Regions from separate parts of the Zea mays genome. Here regions 2, 3 and 4 are each linked to region 1. Evidence: chromatin contacts called from public Hi-C data. All regions are on one chromosome and are shown on one strand. Each heading gives the region's core, a stretch centred on a gene start, on an enhancer-like site or on the middle of the called end of the contact. The rest is flanking DNA. Distances are from core to core; before and after follow the strand shown.

The links. Hi-C and Micro-C count contacts between places; a contact is called where the count stands out from the background.
Region 2: a contact with region 1 is called in a Hi-C map of tassel, with 10 times the contacts expected there. The contact joins the promoter of LOC100193381 here to the promoter of LOC103635858 in region 1. A contact is called at or near these places in 2 of 25 Hi-C or Micro-C datasets (ear and tassel).
Region 3: a Hi-C map of ear shows a contact between it and region 1, with 4 times the contacts expected there. The contact joins the promoter of LOC100275303 here to the promoter of LOC103635858 in region 1. A contact is called at or near these places in 6 of 25 Hi-C or Micro-C datasets (bundle sheath, ear, leaf and 1 more).
Region 4: a contact with region 1 is called in a Hi-C map of tassel, with 3 times the contacts expected there. The contact joins the promoter of LOC100381770 here to the promoter of LOC103635858 in region 1. A contact is called at or near these places in 4 of 25 Hi-C or Micro-C datasets (ear, leaf and tassel).

What each region holds. Positions count from the first base shown.
Region 1 is chr1:66,304,668-66,308,361 of Zm-B73-REFERENCE-NAM-5.0, reverse strand. It overlaps LOC103635858 (formin-like protein 5), which reads left to right and starts at 1,567. Exons shown (of 6, transcript XM_008658244.4): 1 at 1,567-1,793; 2 at 2,911-3,694. The coding sequence starts at 2,916.
Region 2 is chr1:65,906,155-65,909,848 of Zm-B73-REFERENCE-NAM-5.0, reverse strand. It overlaps LOC100193381, which reads right to left and starts at 1,933. Exons shown (of 8, transcript NM_001138510.1): 1 at 1,535-1,933; 2 at 1,068-1,138. The coding sequence starts at 1,663. LOC100279238 (pseudouridylate synthase) reads right to left here. Exons shown (of 18, transcript NR_158723.1): 17 at 3,442-3,580; 18 at 2,420-2,772.
Region 3 is chr1:66,702,995-66,706,688 of Zm-B73-REFERENCE-NAM-5.0, reverse strand. LOC100275303 (zinc finger CCCH domain-containing protein 15 homolog) reads left to right here and starts at 1,566. Exons shown (of 2, transcript NM_001331166.1): 1 at 1,566-1,730. The coding sequence starts at 1,611.
Region 4 is chr1:66,562,387-66,566,080 of Zm-B73-REFERENCE-NAM-5.0, reverse strand. LOC100381770 reads left to right here and starts at 1,963. Exons shown (of 3, transcript NM_001174571.1): 1 at 1,963-2,548; 2 at 2,665-2,983; 3 at 3,088-3,694. The coding sequence starts at 2,722. The coding sequence ends at 3,230.

The sequences.
Region 1 (3,694 bases), core at 318-2,817:
TGTACTCACCCTTGCTTCACAAACCACCCCCACCCCAAGTTGTCCCCATTGTATTCAGTGCTCAGGAGGAGATGCTGACAACATGGAGGACTTTGAGTAGTTTTAGGACTACGACGAGTTCTAGTTTTTTTAGTGGAAAACCCCAGTCAGCTGCCTATGTAGGCCTTATCTACTACGTTTCGTATTTCCGCACTTTGATGATACTAATGACTATGCTATGTAATAGACCTTGTGTATGTCTTGGACATCTTGTTGTAATAAAAGTACCTTTCCGCTATTTATTTTGAGCAACGTGTGATGATGTCCAATTATGTAATCGTTGTGTACGTGAGTTTCTGATCCTGTCACGTATATGGTTCGCATTCGGTTTGTCTTCTAAAACCGGGTGTGACACCTATAGGCAGCCAACACGCTTAGGCCTAGGCTTGATAGGTTATGAGTGGCCAGCAAGCCTAGGGGTCTATAGGTTACGAGCGGTAAGTGGACCGACTCGCCCTCTGTGGCTCGGCGTCGGCGTAGTTAATGTGACACAGTGGGCTAGTCCTGGTCAAGCGCGAAATCCACTCGAGTGGCTTCCCCTCGATCCACCCGACCCTACTTTCGGCTCCGCCTCGTCTGACCCTCGGCTCGGTGCCTCGGGTTTATCCAGAACGATTCATTCAAGGTGGACCTTTTCCTCGTCTTTCTACTGACTAGTGGGCCCTGGAAGGCCCGAGGATCATTTCGCGACACTTACAATAGCCTATCAAGATATATTCTAATTTTGTTGATAACTATTTTACTTTAGACTTTAGATCAACCTTGGATACAAATTAGAGTGGCCTAGAAGAACAAGCACATTAGACTAGACTCGCATATTCAGCCATCACAAAAAAATTTAATCGACTAAAACAAATTTAGGTTATAATAGTGAAGTTGATGTCTTGGTTAGTTAATCTGATATCAACAATAAAATCGAACCGGTGGCTAATGCAGTTTTCGTAGAAAAAAAACAAACAAAAAACAAAAACAAAAACAAACAGGCTTTATTATAAGATCTAATGCTTAAATAGTCCGCTACTGGTGCCGTTGCTATGACTAAAGTTTAGTTAGTATCGCAGCGAATGTTTGAATGCCAATTTCAATGATTAAATATAGTCTAATTGCACACTAAATGATGAGATAAACTTATTAAACATAACTAATTTATGATTAACAAATTTTATGGTAGCATCATATGAATGAATTATCAATAATGTACTAATTAGACTTAGATCTATTTATTTTCCACTTAGATTATATAAGATGGATTATGGTGAAAGAGTAGGAAGATAAAATATCACTTTGAGACAACAAAATAAGCCAAAATAGATTTTTTAACTTATTTGTGGCATCAAAATGATATTTTATCCACCTACTTTTTCACCATAATCCAACTTATATAATTTAGAAGTGAAACAAACAAACCTTTAATATATTCATATAACTGTTTAGTCTTTATATATGTAATTAGCTTTATAATTAGACTATATTAAATATTTGTAATTAATATTTAAACATTTTTGGGCCCTTCAATCCCCTCTAGCACTCTTTTCCCAAACAAACCCCTCGAGGGAAACATATCCATCGCTCCCAAAAAAAAAAAATACTGTTGGATTCTGCTTCAGGCTCAGCCGCCCAACGCCCCAACCCTACCCTGCCTTTTGTTCTTCCGTTCCATCGCCACCAGCCTGCGCGGAACCCCCCACCCTCACGACTGGGCCGGCCGTCGCTAACGCCTTCGGTGCCCCTTCGCCGGCGACGAGCACCACCAGGTACGCCCTCACTTTGGTCTTCCCTGCCTGCGGTGCGAAGACGTGCGCCCAAACCCTAACTTACTATTCGTAGGTACGCCCTTCCCTTTCCCTTCCTGTTGTGCGAAACCGTGCGCCCAAACCCTAACATACTATTTGTTTTCCCTTTCCCTGCTAACTTCGATTGCTTTGCAAAAGCTTATCGGGTGTACATGTGTACACCCAGTTACCGCCCCTGGCTGCGATTCCCTTCTGTGTTTCGCCAGCGCTTCGCGCCATTTGTTTGCTGGCGAGGGATATAAGGCTGTTACATTCAAATATATGTGGATATGTTCTTCGATTTTTGTTTCTTTTGCGGTTCTCTTGGAATCCTGCGATTTAGTAGGTGCCTTTTGGTGCCCTATACAGTGAAATGCATTTGATTGGTGTTTGCTACTGCCAACTTCGGCGGAGCGTAGTGTTCCATTTGTGACCAATCTATAGCAATATCATCAGCTATTATAATTTATGGTTCACAGTTGTATTCTTTATCATTTTGTTATGCATTATGTCCATTGTTTTGTCCAGTAAATTTGCAGAAATCAAGATTATTTTTTTGTATTATATACTATATAGAATGGATAGTTCTGTTTGATCAAAGCACATCATGTAACTATTGCTTTCATTACTAGTTCTTTACCCCTGTGTTATGCTCAAATTGTTGAATAGAACTAATAGCGTGTTATGCTCAAATTATTGAATAGAACTAATAGCGTGTTATGCTCAAATTATTGAAAAGAACTAATAGAATGCAAGCAACCAACTTAATACTGGGAGTTCTATAGCATGCTTAGTATTCAGTAGTCCAGGAACTTTTGCTTTTGCAGTAATTGAATTTCTTGTTTAGTTTAATATGATCTTATTATTCTTTAGTGGCCTACTATTATTCGTTTCATATAAAAATATTAAGGTTATTATTATTTGATCTAGGTGCATACACATTAACTGGACTCCATAGGCTTTTATTGATGATTTAGTCTGTTTACCTTTTTTCTCAAATGGAACACATTTTCTACTTGGGCAAGAATAATTTGGTGAGTATAATTTTTTGGAGGTCTGATAATGTGGAGCCTGATTTGGTTGTTTCTTCTGTTGGCAGTCATCATGTCATCATATCCTGTTCTAAACAACCGACCAATCGATCAGTGGAGAGTTACTGATCTGAAGGATGAGCTCCGTAAAAGGAAGCTTCCTGTTAAAGGTTTGAAAGAGGAACTCGTCAAGAGACTCTCTGACTCCATTCAGAGTGAAAGAGAAGCTGACGAAGCTGATGAGGATGTGGGAGTGAATGTGGATGATCAGTTGCCTGATGCCAATGCTATTGAGGAAAATACAGTTACTGTTACAGAAGTTCATCAGGAAACTGTGGTTGATGTCACTCATCAAGTTGAAGTTCCTACAACCGAAGTTGGTCAAGAATCCATAATTTCTCCCACTAGAGGCCCCCCCAGTGTTGATGTTGAAGAGGCCTCAACAACCAAAGGAAAAGTACCTGAATCAGTTGCTCGAGGAAATTTGACATTTGAAGAAGTGCAAGTGCATACTAAAAGTACTAATGAGCCTCTTCATGAGAAGACCACAGATGTTGACACCAATGATGCAGTCGATGTGAATTCAGACTTGATCCCTGCTGAAGTCAAGTTTGGTGCTACAGAAGCAAGCAAAATTGAAGAACAGGATTTTCCCCCAGCGCCTGTAGATGACTTAACTTCAGATTCTACTGGTCCTTTGGGTACTGATGTTGTCACAGCTGCAACTTCAGGTGCTGGCCCTATGGATACTGATGTTTTCATAGCTACAACATCAGATGCTGGTCCTATGGATACTGATGTTGTCACAGCTGCACCAGTTAGCGACGAAGGGGAGAAACTGGCACCCAAGGA
Region 2 (3,694 bases), core at 684-3,183, 400 kb after region 1:
CTCTCTAATATATAAGACTTGCTCCAGCAAGGGCCGCTATACCGTCCTGTACGCCAAATTTAGAGAACCAAACATCCTGTATCGTGTCCAACAAGGATGTAAAGGTTCCGGTAAAGTAGAGGATGGTCCTTGCGCACGCTATTTGTGGCGGATGGTTGTGCGTCCGCTATCCGGCCAATGAGCGTGGGCAACACAATAGACATCGGCCGCCGCCGAAGACGAGAAGCAGCCCGCCCGTCCAGTGAATCGAATCGTCGGGGACGAGGAGGAGCACACGCGCCGATCGCCAGCGCCGATCGCCAAAGACGAGAAGCAGCCCGCGCAGCAAATCACCAGGGACAAGGACGAGCTTGTGCGGCGGACCGCCTGGAGGAGCACGAGCGCGACAGTAGGCGAGGAGCAGAAGAACGGAGGAGCTCGTCTGCGGCGTGGTGCATGGCGATCGAGGAGGAGCAGCAGCGGACGAGCTCGGCCAGTGAGGAAAAGCGGCAGCGCGATGCGAAAGTCACCGGACGAGCATCCAACAAAGAGAAAAAATGCAATTGTGCCACTGTGCGAGTGCAGCTGTACAACATATTTATTAATATGAATAAAAAATAATTTGCAGTATTTAAATGTCTCGTAATTTTGTAAATAAATACGGATTAATATGCATGCAATGATCACGGATATTTGTTTTATTAATAATATATGGATTATGTTAAAACTGTAGATATAGAGGACCGGTTTTAGAGGATGTTGCCGGAGATGAAGAAGATATAGAGGACAAAATTTTTTAGAGGATGCTGTAAAGGACAAAGAATATTTCTTTAGAGGACGAAATTTAGAGAACCTTGCTGGAGACAGCCTAAAGATATGCAGCTCTCCTGGTGTTTGAGGGAAAAAATAAGAGCTTCCTCCAAAAAGGATTTAAAGTTCTGGTGTGGGTCATGTTTATTCATTCAGATCAGGCACTGCAATGAGAGTCTATTTTGCAACATGCGCTACAAAATAATGACAGTCCAGTGCTGGTGGAGAACATGAACAAAATGTAAATGTGACGATGGAGGAAATCGTGAATTTCTGACCGGTAGGAGTCAGCATCACGGTTATATTCGCATAGAATGTATTCCTTCAGGCTCTCCTTATCCATGCAAACCTGAAAAACAATAAACCGTTTAACCTTGTGTAAGCAGACAGAATTGAAGAATCTAACTGCACGTGACACAGGGAAGCATTCAGTCGGCGGGCAGCATAATTCAGATTCGGTGCCACTGAAACCTGCAAAAATGGGTTGGACCAGCGTGATTCTACCTGACATGTGACCTGGATTCAGAAGAACCATGCGCAGTACAGTACAGGTGCCAAGGCAAGAAACGCGCATTTCTCGACGAACACGGCGCAAAAATGGCACGGCCAACAAACCCACGCTCGGCGGAGCATCCAATCCCCGCGAGCGATTCGAGACGAAGGGAGCAAATGTGTTGGCGCAGTTTAATCCCTATCCGAACCAGAGGACGTAGAGGCCCGAACCGAAACGGCGAAGGAGGGATACCTGGAGCGGGAGGTCGACCTGGGAGAGGAGGTCGAGGGAGTGGTCGGGGAGGAGGGAGAGCAGCGCGTTGAGCGCCGTCTCCGCGCTCCGTGGCGGCATCCGCCGCATCAGATCCATCGCCGCCTCCATGCGAATGGCTCTCGGCTCGCCTTATTCTTTCTTCCTGCCTACCACACTCCTCTCTCGGAGATCCCTCGTTTGAGTCTTCCCTTCTCCTGCTGCTGCCGCTACGACGACGTCGTCTGCCCCCTCCAGTCCTAATTCAGCTGGTCGTCGTCCCTCGAGCTCCTCCTCCTGTGGCTCTCCGCCTCCGGTGTTCTTTCCGTCTGTCTCTTCTGTTATCTTTCTTTGCTGCCTCTCTAATCTCTGTTTGCTGCTCATATCACCAAACTGCATTTGTTGACGGTTTAAGACTATAGGTTGGTAGCCACGCTTGCACATAACATATGATTGTATATTAGTTATTGTCTTTACTAAAAAAAAAAGCTACGTAAAGATGATGATACAACAAGCTAGTAAAGTATCGGTTTCTCATTTATAGCAAAGTATATAAAACATAAAAACATGTAAATTATGTTAGTAAGATGTGAACATGGGTTTAAACCCAACAACTATGGTTTGAATCCTCATTTATACATAATTTTAGTTTTTTATCATTTAAATGGGAAGGGCAGATAAAGGTGGAACTTACGATAAAGGTGGAACTTTGAAATCTAGTGCTTTATACATTAGAGATAAAAAAATGCATACAGTAGATAGCATCGTACAAATACTCGGACAATGCAGTCAGAACTCAGAATGGGCAGCATAGCTTTATTTGAGAAATCCCCTAAGGGCTAGTTTGAAACTTAAATTCCCTTGTGATCTTTGCGTGGGGTGTCATTTGTACAAGGCATTTAATTCTTGATGGGAGAGAAACTCTCTGGTTTTGCCTCCAAATTGGTCCTAAAAGTCCATTGATCAGAAAGAGGAATTAAAACATGGTACTTCCTGCTACTCTGCTATCATTTGATTTGCTGTAAAACTGTGCAAGTACAAGGGTGTTACACCATAGAACTTCTCCCGTTTGTGATTTCCTGCCCGTGGCCTTGGGAGCGAGAAGATCCAAGGCCTCAGCATTCAGAAATCCCTGAGCATGAGCTCTAACAACCATATGAGTGACACTGACACCGACCAGCGCTAAATAAAGCTTTGCCGTCATCCTGTAGCGAACGACAGTCACCAAGAGATGGGGTGCCCTGTAAGCAAGGAAAGGGTAGATGGACACTTAAATGATTCTGATCTCAGAGTAACGTGCATTCCTTGTAAGCTGCTTAAATATGAATGCAAGTAACCTAAATAATACGGCTGGAAATACATAACTCACATGAAATATTCATTTCTTATATAGTTTGTCACATTTGCTTAAAAAAACATACAGGACACTACCACCCCCTCTTTGCAAGGGATGCTTTACTACACTTTGGTACACACCATCATGTGACAACAACATTACCCCCTCTTTGCAAGGGATGCTAGACTATTTTACAACAAATTCAGAAGAAGAAAAAAAACACAAGGCCCTTACACTATTTTGAAAGTGAAACGCACAACTTGACAATACCCGAAATGTGGGGCTCCATATGTTTTAGTCTGTATATCTAGTCTAAAATAGGCAGCACGCTTTTCTAACACCTCAAAATGGTAAAATCCACGCTAAGCTCATGTTTCCGGGTAATTTCCATCTCCACATGTTAACAGATCCAATTTTGCCATAAAAAAAGCGCACGTCATAAACCTGCCAAGCTTAAGAAGGCGAAGACCGGCATAAAGAGGGATTGCCTCCTGCAGCACCAAAGTATTTATGGGAAAAAAAACAAACGCATGGCTCCAGAGTGAAATAAAATAGTGAAACCAACTGAACATACATATAGGCTTTTGGAAGAAACCTTCTACAGTTCCATAAGTTCTCTTCCAAGTATTGGTGTAACAATTGAAAACGGTGGCTCTACTTGAGATTATCAGCCAGCTTCGCTTTGACTTTCGATATGCGCTCCTCGTAAGAAGCTGAAAATAAGAAAACCAGGAAACCTTTGTTTCAGATGTGCAAGAGAAAATGTTGAAACTAAGCACTGCCTTGGAAGAGCGAAAATGTATAGCAGTGCCCTTATTAGATAGGGA
Region 3 (3,694 bases), core at 317-2,816, 400 kb before region 1:
GGGAGGTGGGAGCAGGAGCAAGGCGAGCAGAGGCAGACAGAGTGGGAGAAACGCGGAGGAGGCTAACTCAGACAGCTCACCTCAGGGCCAGACCCTCTCTCTCTCTCGCGACGCTTGTAACCCCTACTACGAGCACCCCGGTGCAAGATAATATAAGCCTCATCCGCCCTCTTGTGTTTCATCTTGCATCAACCCATCTGGGCAGGGGCACGCAACGACAAATTCACTAGTCGGTTGAGGGTCCTCGCGGGTCCAAAACGCCGACAAATATTTAGGATTAAAACTTAGACTAGATAGCGATACTTACAAAAAAACCTAGTTTGCACATTCTAAATTGTTAATTTGCATATGTTTTACTCTATGGATTTAATTGTGGCCTAGTTTAGAGAATAGTTTTTAGAAGTTCTAATTCACCACCTTTTAGACGTCACCGTTTCCTACAGTAGGAGTGGTGGCACGGGCGGGAGATGCGTGTGAGGAAGGTGACCGCACATGGTGAGGGTCGTCGTCGATGGTGGAGAGGTGTGGCACGATGGTCGTAGGCGAGCGATTGGAGCGAGGTCAGTTACACCGCGCGTGGGGAGGGACGACGCAATATCGGGGGAGGGGGGCGACAGGATGGCGTGGGCAATAACGGTGTACATTCATGGGAGACAGAACCAAAGGTGGCAGCCTACCTCTTGCGTTCTTCGTAGTAGTAGGGATTCTACCAGAGACGAAAAAATACTGACTTTATTAAAATGTTCACCACTATATTAGATTTAAAACGTTCATGTGAGTATGGAGGCTCATGGGCCATTTGGCAAAGTTCCCAAGCCAAACAACTAAACCTTGTTCCCAAGCCAAACAGCTAAACCTTGTTCGGTTCCATTCGAATCTGAGGCGAGGATTAAATATCTCCAATTACCTTCAATCTATCCCTAACCAAAAAAGCTCTAAGAGGACGTTTGGCGGAGCTCACATAGCTCCACTTTCAGCGAAAATCAAATCACTTTCGAGTTCCGCACAGCCAAACGACAAAAAACGGAACTACTATCGGAGGCAGAGTGAATGCAGTCTCCTTTTGTACTAGAAAGTGAGAGTAAAAAAACTAGCTTCTCGTCACTCATAACTTGCTCCCCACTCACTTTACAAATTATTTGCCAAACAAATTTTATCAGATGGATTCACTTCTGCTAGAGAATTATTCAAAATTATTATATTAAAGAATCAACACTCGAAGCTAGATAATTATGTAGCGGAGCTCTGCCAAAAGTCCGTATTAAGTAGGGATCATACGAGAATTATTTCTTCATTCATGCTGGGAGCTAAAAAATGTGCTTCACCAAGCTCCGTATTATGATGGAATTCTCATCACCTTCTAACCGTGCTTTCTCTTAGGAATAGAATCACTTCATCAAAGAATCAATGAGCAGAGTTCAAAGAATTAGGTAGCGGGCCTCTCCCAAAAGGTGCCTCGTAAGCCCAAAATACGTTTTGGTAGGAACTCAACAAAGGCGCCCTCAACAACAGGGCTTTCCGGTTTGATTAGGGCCTGATCCGTTTCGTAGTTTTTTTTTCTCGGTAATCCAGCCGTTTTCCCTTTCCCCAGAGATTCGCATATTCTCGCGATGGGAGCGGAGGAAGCAGAGGGTACTCCCCCGCCGCTGCCCGCCACCGGCGAGCCCGCAACCACGGCAAGGGCGCAGCCAATATCTGCAGCACAATTCCTCTCCTGGAAGCAGCGCAAGGTCTTTCCTTCCTCCCTTACCCCCAATAAAGCTTCGCCTACTTCTTTTACCATCAATTTAGGGTTCGATCTAGTTTCCTGTCCGTCGGGCCAGTAGCTGGATTAGATTTGTATCTCTAGGGATTTCCCGTTTACTAAGCTGAACAAGTAGATGTGATTTTGATTTGCTGGATTAAGCTTCATTCGCGTGGCAAATATGCGACACGTTTACGACGCCAGCGGATTTACTCTGACAATTCATCGTTATAGAAGCACGAGAATACATTCCATTTCATTTATCCGTTTAGGTTGCCTAAATAATCGTGAAATCTTGTGATACACAGAATAGTTCGTACTTCTGTTTCTTACCAGATATGCATACAAATACAGATAGATGGGGAACTGTTAATTGAAACGGGAAACATATATCATATTCGTAACAAACGAACACAAGTGTCTAAATAGCCATCCCAGTTTAAGCTGGTTGTTTTTTCAGTTATTGAATAATTACAGTTTCTGTTTAATTTATTCATTCTTGTTTTGATTATATATTGATATTCTAAACTGTGTGGTCATCTTTAAGGGAGGCAGTGTTACTGTTTTATTGTAACCTTACCAAGAATGAGGAGCTATTATTGTTTCATTCTTATCTTCATCTTCACAATTCACATTGCGTGTGTTTGCCTGTTTCTGTTTGGTTGTGCGTCCCGTGGTAGCCTGGCTCACTACATGCGTTGACTGGGCCTCTAAATGTATCCAGTTGCCCGCATGGAGATGGTTGAGCACGCATGCATCGGTGCAGATTATGTATTTGCGGAAGTCTTTAACCTGCACCTGGGGATACGCGTGAAAGCGGCGTATGTGCTGGGCCATGCTCGCGTGAGCCCGGCTGCATGGACGCAGGCTTCCAATTACCACCATTCTTATTGCTCAAGTACCAAATAGGCTTGCCAAATTTGTGCACTATATTTCAATCTATACTGGAAGCATACATTTTTCAAACACTGTATATTCCTGTACACAGTCCTTATGGTCTTTTCTGGCTCTGGCTATTGATGTCCATGCTAAGTGTAGGGAGAATTTTGTTATTGTCATACCCTGAGGTTATGTTGTCATCTGGCAGTTCACTGCTTGAGCCATGACATGTCTCTATGTAACTCTCTTAGTGACGCTCCATATCAGAACCCGAGCATGGTGTTAAATGGGCAAGGGTTGATTCAACATCCCTTTGGTGACGCGTCGTGTTGTGATTTGGGCACGATGTTATATAAGGATCGAGTCGCTGCTTCCTTAGTTGTGTGCTACGTCGCTACATCGGCGCCCGAGTGTAGTAAAAATGTGCAAGGGTCTTTACATCACCAACAGGTGCGAAGGGTAAGGAAGCTAGTCGGACTAACTGAGATCCATTTAGGTAGTTGGAATGTAGCATCATTTACAGGTAAGTTAAGAGAGTTAGTTGAGACATCGACTAGGAGGCGTGTAAAATATCTTATGCATTCAAGAGACTAAATGAAAGGGTCAAAAGGCGAAGGAGGTGAACAATACTGGCTTCAAGCTTTGATACATAGGGACGGCTGCAAATAGAAATGTAGTAAGAGTTTTGATTGATAAGAGCCTAGTGTGTGGTGGATGTGAGAAGACAAGGAGAAAGATTATCTTAGTGAAGCTTGTCGTGGATGATTTAGTCTTGAACGTAATTAGCACGTATGCCCCCTAAGTAGGCCAAGATGAAAGTGCTAAGGGCCTTTTTGTGAAGACTTAGATAACATGATTAGAGCTATACCTATTAGCGAGAAGCTTTTCATAGGAGATCTCAATGGGCATGTAGGTACAACAAATGCAGGTTTCAAGGCGGTTCATGGAGGTTTTGGGTATGGTAGTAGGAATTAGGAGGGAGAGGAAGTCTTGGACTTTGTGGTAGTTTTTGATAGGTTGATAGCCAACACTTTCTTTAGGAAGAGTGAATATCATTTAGTGATCTGTAGG
Region 4 (3,694 bases), core at 714-3,213, 260 kb before region 1:
CTCTACTGTACATGCCCTAATAGTGGCTTGGGATCTAAGAGAATTAAGAGGATTAAATTTGTTTCTGTTCAATTTTTTTGACAACCTTAATAAGTTAATATAGACTAGCAAGGGGTTTAATTTTATCTAAAACGACTCTTCAATCCACTCCTAAATTAATAAACCATGCGTCGCGAGACGCACACCCCTCGTTAATTGGTGCCGACGGGTGTGTTTTCTTCCCAAATATGCTTAGGCTGTCTCCAACCATTTACGTATTATATCTTCTCCTATCTAATCTGCTATTCAAATTTTACTATACAAACATTACAATATACAATACAACATAATATTTTACACGACTATATATATATACTAGATACAACCTTACTATCATGGATGTCACGTCCCATTGTCGTCTTTCGGGGACGGCTGGCGCCCCGTCGCGTTCCCATTACAGCGAACGTACGTGACCACGTTCCTATTTGAATATGTACGTATCATTATGTACTTGACGAGAGGGAAGATGCATGCATACAGTTAAGCAGACCGGGTCAGCGATTCTCTCCTCGATTATCCCGCCCACAAGACAACAGACTATTTTTCTTGTGTACGTCAATGGTCCAGTCGTGGAAGTATTAAAAAAATTACAACTAGCGATTTTTTTTTGTTTTTTGTAGACGGTCCACACGTACGGTGAACAGTTGGCGAGAAACAGTGTACATGCATGTAGACCGTGTCCGCGGTACGTACGTATTACACAAATTACGCATTTTTGTACTTTTTTAAAATATAAAACAAATCACAGTATAGTAGGTGCCAGTGGCACAAACAAGAATAGTAGTAGCTAGCAGGCTGACACCACCAATAGACAGTTGACACAAACAAAAACACATATATACATGCAGCATCACACCGTCTAGTTCTCAGCTTCTGAGTTCTGACACAATGAGTTGGAGTAGATCATAAACGACAGTAGTGCGGCATATATATGACATCACAATTCAGTTCAAAGGGTTCAAACTTTAAACACAAATAAATACGTCAACAAATAGAAATACAGCATCAAAGATCGATCACCATTATTCCATGTGCCGTTTTCTTGCAAACCGAGGGTTCGTTGGCAATGGCAGCACGGTGCATTATATTCCTGAAGCTGGTGACGACGTGGTCCAGCCGGCCAGTGGACGTACGAACGTCACATGGAACGGTGTGTGTGTGTGTGTGTGTGTGGGGGTGGGGGGGGGGGGGGGGGGGGGGTTCTGGCGGCCAGGCAGGGAGCGGGGTCCAGATGTAGCGTAGCTTTCCCAATATCAATTTTATTTAGGGATACGACCAATTAAGACACACAATCCAATTAATTAACGTATTTATGTTTATACATTAGGTTTAGCGTAGCTTTCCCAATCTCAATCTTCACCTCCCTACGTGCTTTGGTTGGGTGGCCTACGGACCCAAAGCAGCCCAACATGGTACAGCCAGTGGACGTACGAACGCCGCATGGAACGGTGGGGGTCTGGCGGCCAGGGAGCGGATCTGCATGCATATTATTATTGTATGTACGGGCGGTGCCGTCGGATCGGGACGGGAACGGGAGGGGGCGGCGTCTGCGAAAGGGAGGGGGAGTTCGCCATTTTCGAAGCTCCCAAAAACGGGCCGCGCGTCGCGGGAGCGGGAGGTCCACGCGCTGGGAAAATCAACATGGCGGGCGGGCGGGCGCGCAGGACAACGCCACGAGAGAAACGGGCCCGTGTGGTTCGTCCCTGCGTGTGGCAGGCAATGGCAGTCTGGCACCCAGCGGTGTCTCGTACCGCGTGCGCGCGTGAACGGCGTGGGCGCGGCGTTGGGTTGGGCACCGTGTGGGGCGCACCCGTCACGGGATACGTGCGGAGTAGGTGTTCCGACCAGAAAAAAGCGGGATGTTGTCTCAACTCTTATCTCTACTACACCTTGAGGCTCGAGCGAGGGCGTCCACCGACCTCACCGTGCCCCCGCTCCAGCCTCCACCCACGCCGTCTTCCTTCCTGCAATCCCGCCCCCGCCCGTGCCGTCTTCCGTGCATCATCCCGCCCGCGAGCCCGCGCCGTCTTCCCTGCATCTCGCCCTCAACCGCGCCGACTTTCTTCCTTGCATCCCGCGGCGACCCCGCGCTCCCATACGCTACCCATCCATCTCGCCGCTGATGGCGCCCATCGTGGGAGGCAGGGTGGGCGAGGTCGCGCGTGTGTCTCCGGTCGTGGTCGTTTCGTTTGGACCGACCGTGGGGCGATACTGTTTTCATCCTCCTGCTCTGACTTCTCTGCTTCATCTGATCCCCTCTCCCCCACCTGCCAGACTCCCCGCCGTCCACCGCTCGCCGCCCCCGGCTGCCATCCAACCGCCGGTACAGGGCTCATCCTCCCGGTCGCAGCCGTGTCCAGTTCCTTCACGAAGATAGGCGCGTAGACTGGGGAGCTGGAGCGAGGACAAGGAGACAAGGGAAAGGATGCAGCAGCTGCGCAACCGAAGCAGATGCACTGGGTGAGGGCCGACTCCTCCGACTTCGGAGGCGACCGTCCCGCCCCCGCAGGTATCCATCCAGCTCCTCCTCCTCCTCGCCGCCGCCGCCTCAATCCCGTCCTGGACGGAGTCTCACCCTACCCCTCTAACAAAGTAACGACCTCACGATTTTGCGATTTCGTGCAGCGGGCACACTGCGGTTATCTATCGTCACATGCACCCACCGTCACGGCTCCTCCTCCGATGCTTGCCTCTGACTCCCCGATTACTCCATGCGACTTCTTCCATGCAACATTCATCGCCCCTATGTGGCCTCCCAGTCACCAGCGCCACGACGCCTCTTGTGAAGAGGACGATTTGTACGGGTATGGGGGCATCGTCAATGAGTGGGGCACGATTGGGCTGTTGCTGCTCGAGGCGGCAGCCGAGCGGATTGTCGGGGATGGGGCCCTCGAGACATGGGGTGTCGCGGATAAGGCCACTCGTGTGAAGCTCTGCATGTTGGGTGAGGATCTTTTTGTGTGTGTGACAGTCCCCGGCTCCTTCCTCTCGCCCTCCGTAGCTCCCTCCCTCGCTCTCTATCTTTCTATTGTTTTTTCGCTTTTGCAGGTGTCCCTGTGGGGGTCCAGCGCGAGGGAGATCACACGCGCTGCACCACGCGGAACGTGTTCGAGGAGCGCCAGCTCCATAGCCACCTCCATCGTGTCGCCGTGGCTGCCCTCTCCATTCAGGTACCTCCCACGCCACCATGAAAGGTCTTCCGGGAGCACAGGGACAAAGAGCCCTAGGATTCCATCATGCCACCGGTAACCAGTCCCACAGCCAAAGATTTCTTATCTGACTCAACCTTCATGTTAGTTGTGGCCTTCCTTCTGAAGCGGGTCCGACAGAACGGAGGGCCCCAACCATAGCGGGTGCTCCTATTGCAACCAACTCAGATGTGAGTGTGAGTGGAAGTGGTCCAACCAGCGAAGCCTCTGGTCTCCAGCAACGCACCAGGTGATTGGAGCCAATGCCGGCACTCCATGACCAGCTAATTCGTCTGCTGGTTTGTTGTCGTCCTAATGGAAAGATTCATCCGAATACCTTTGTGATGATAAAAAATTACCAATTTTTTTATGCACCTAAATGTTAATAGTTCATACTTGTGCTGGTTTGATTCAGCCATTCAGGGTGTAGTAGTTGGGACAATCACATATCTTAGTAACTTGTATGG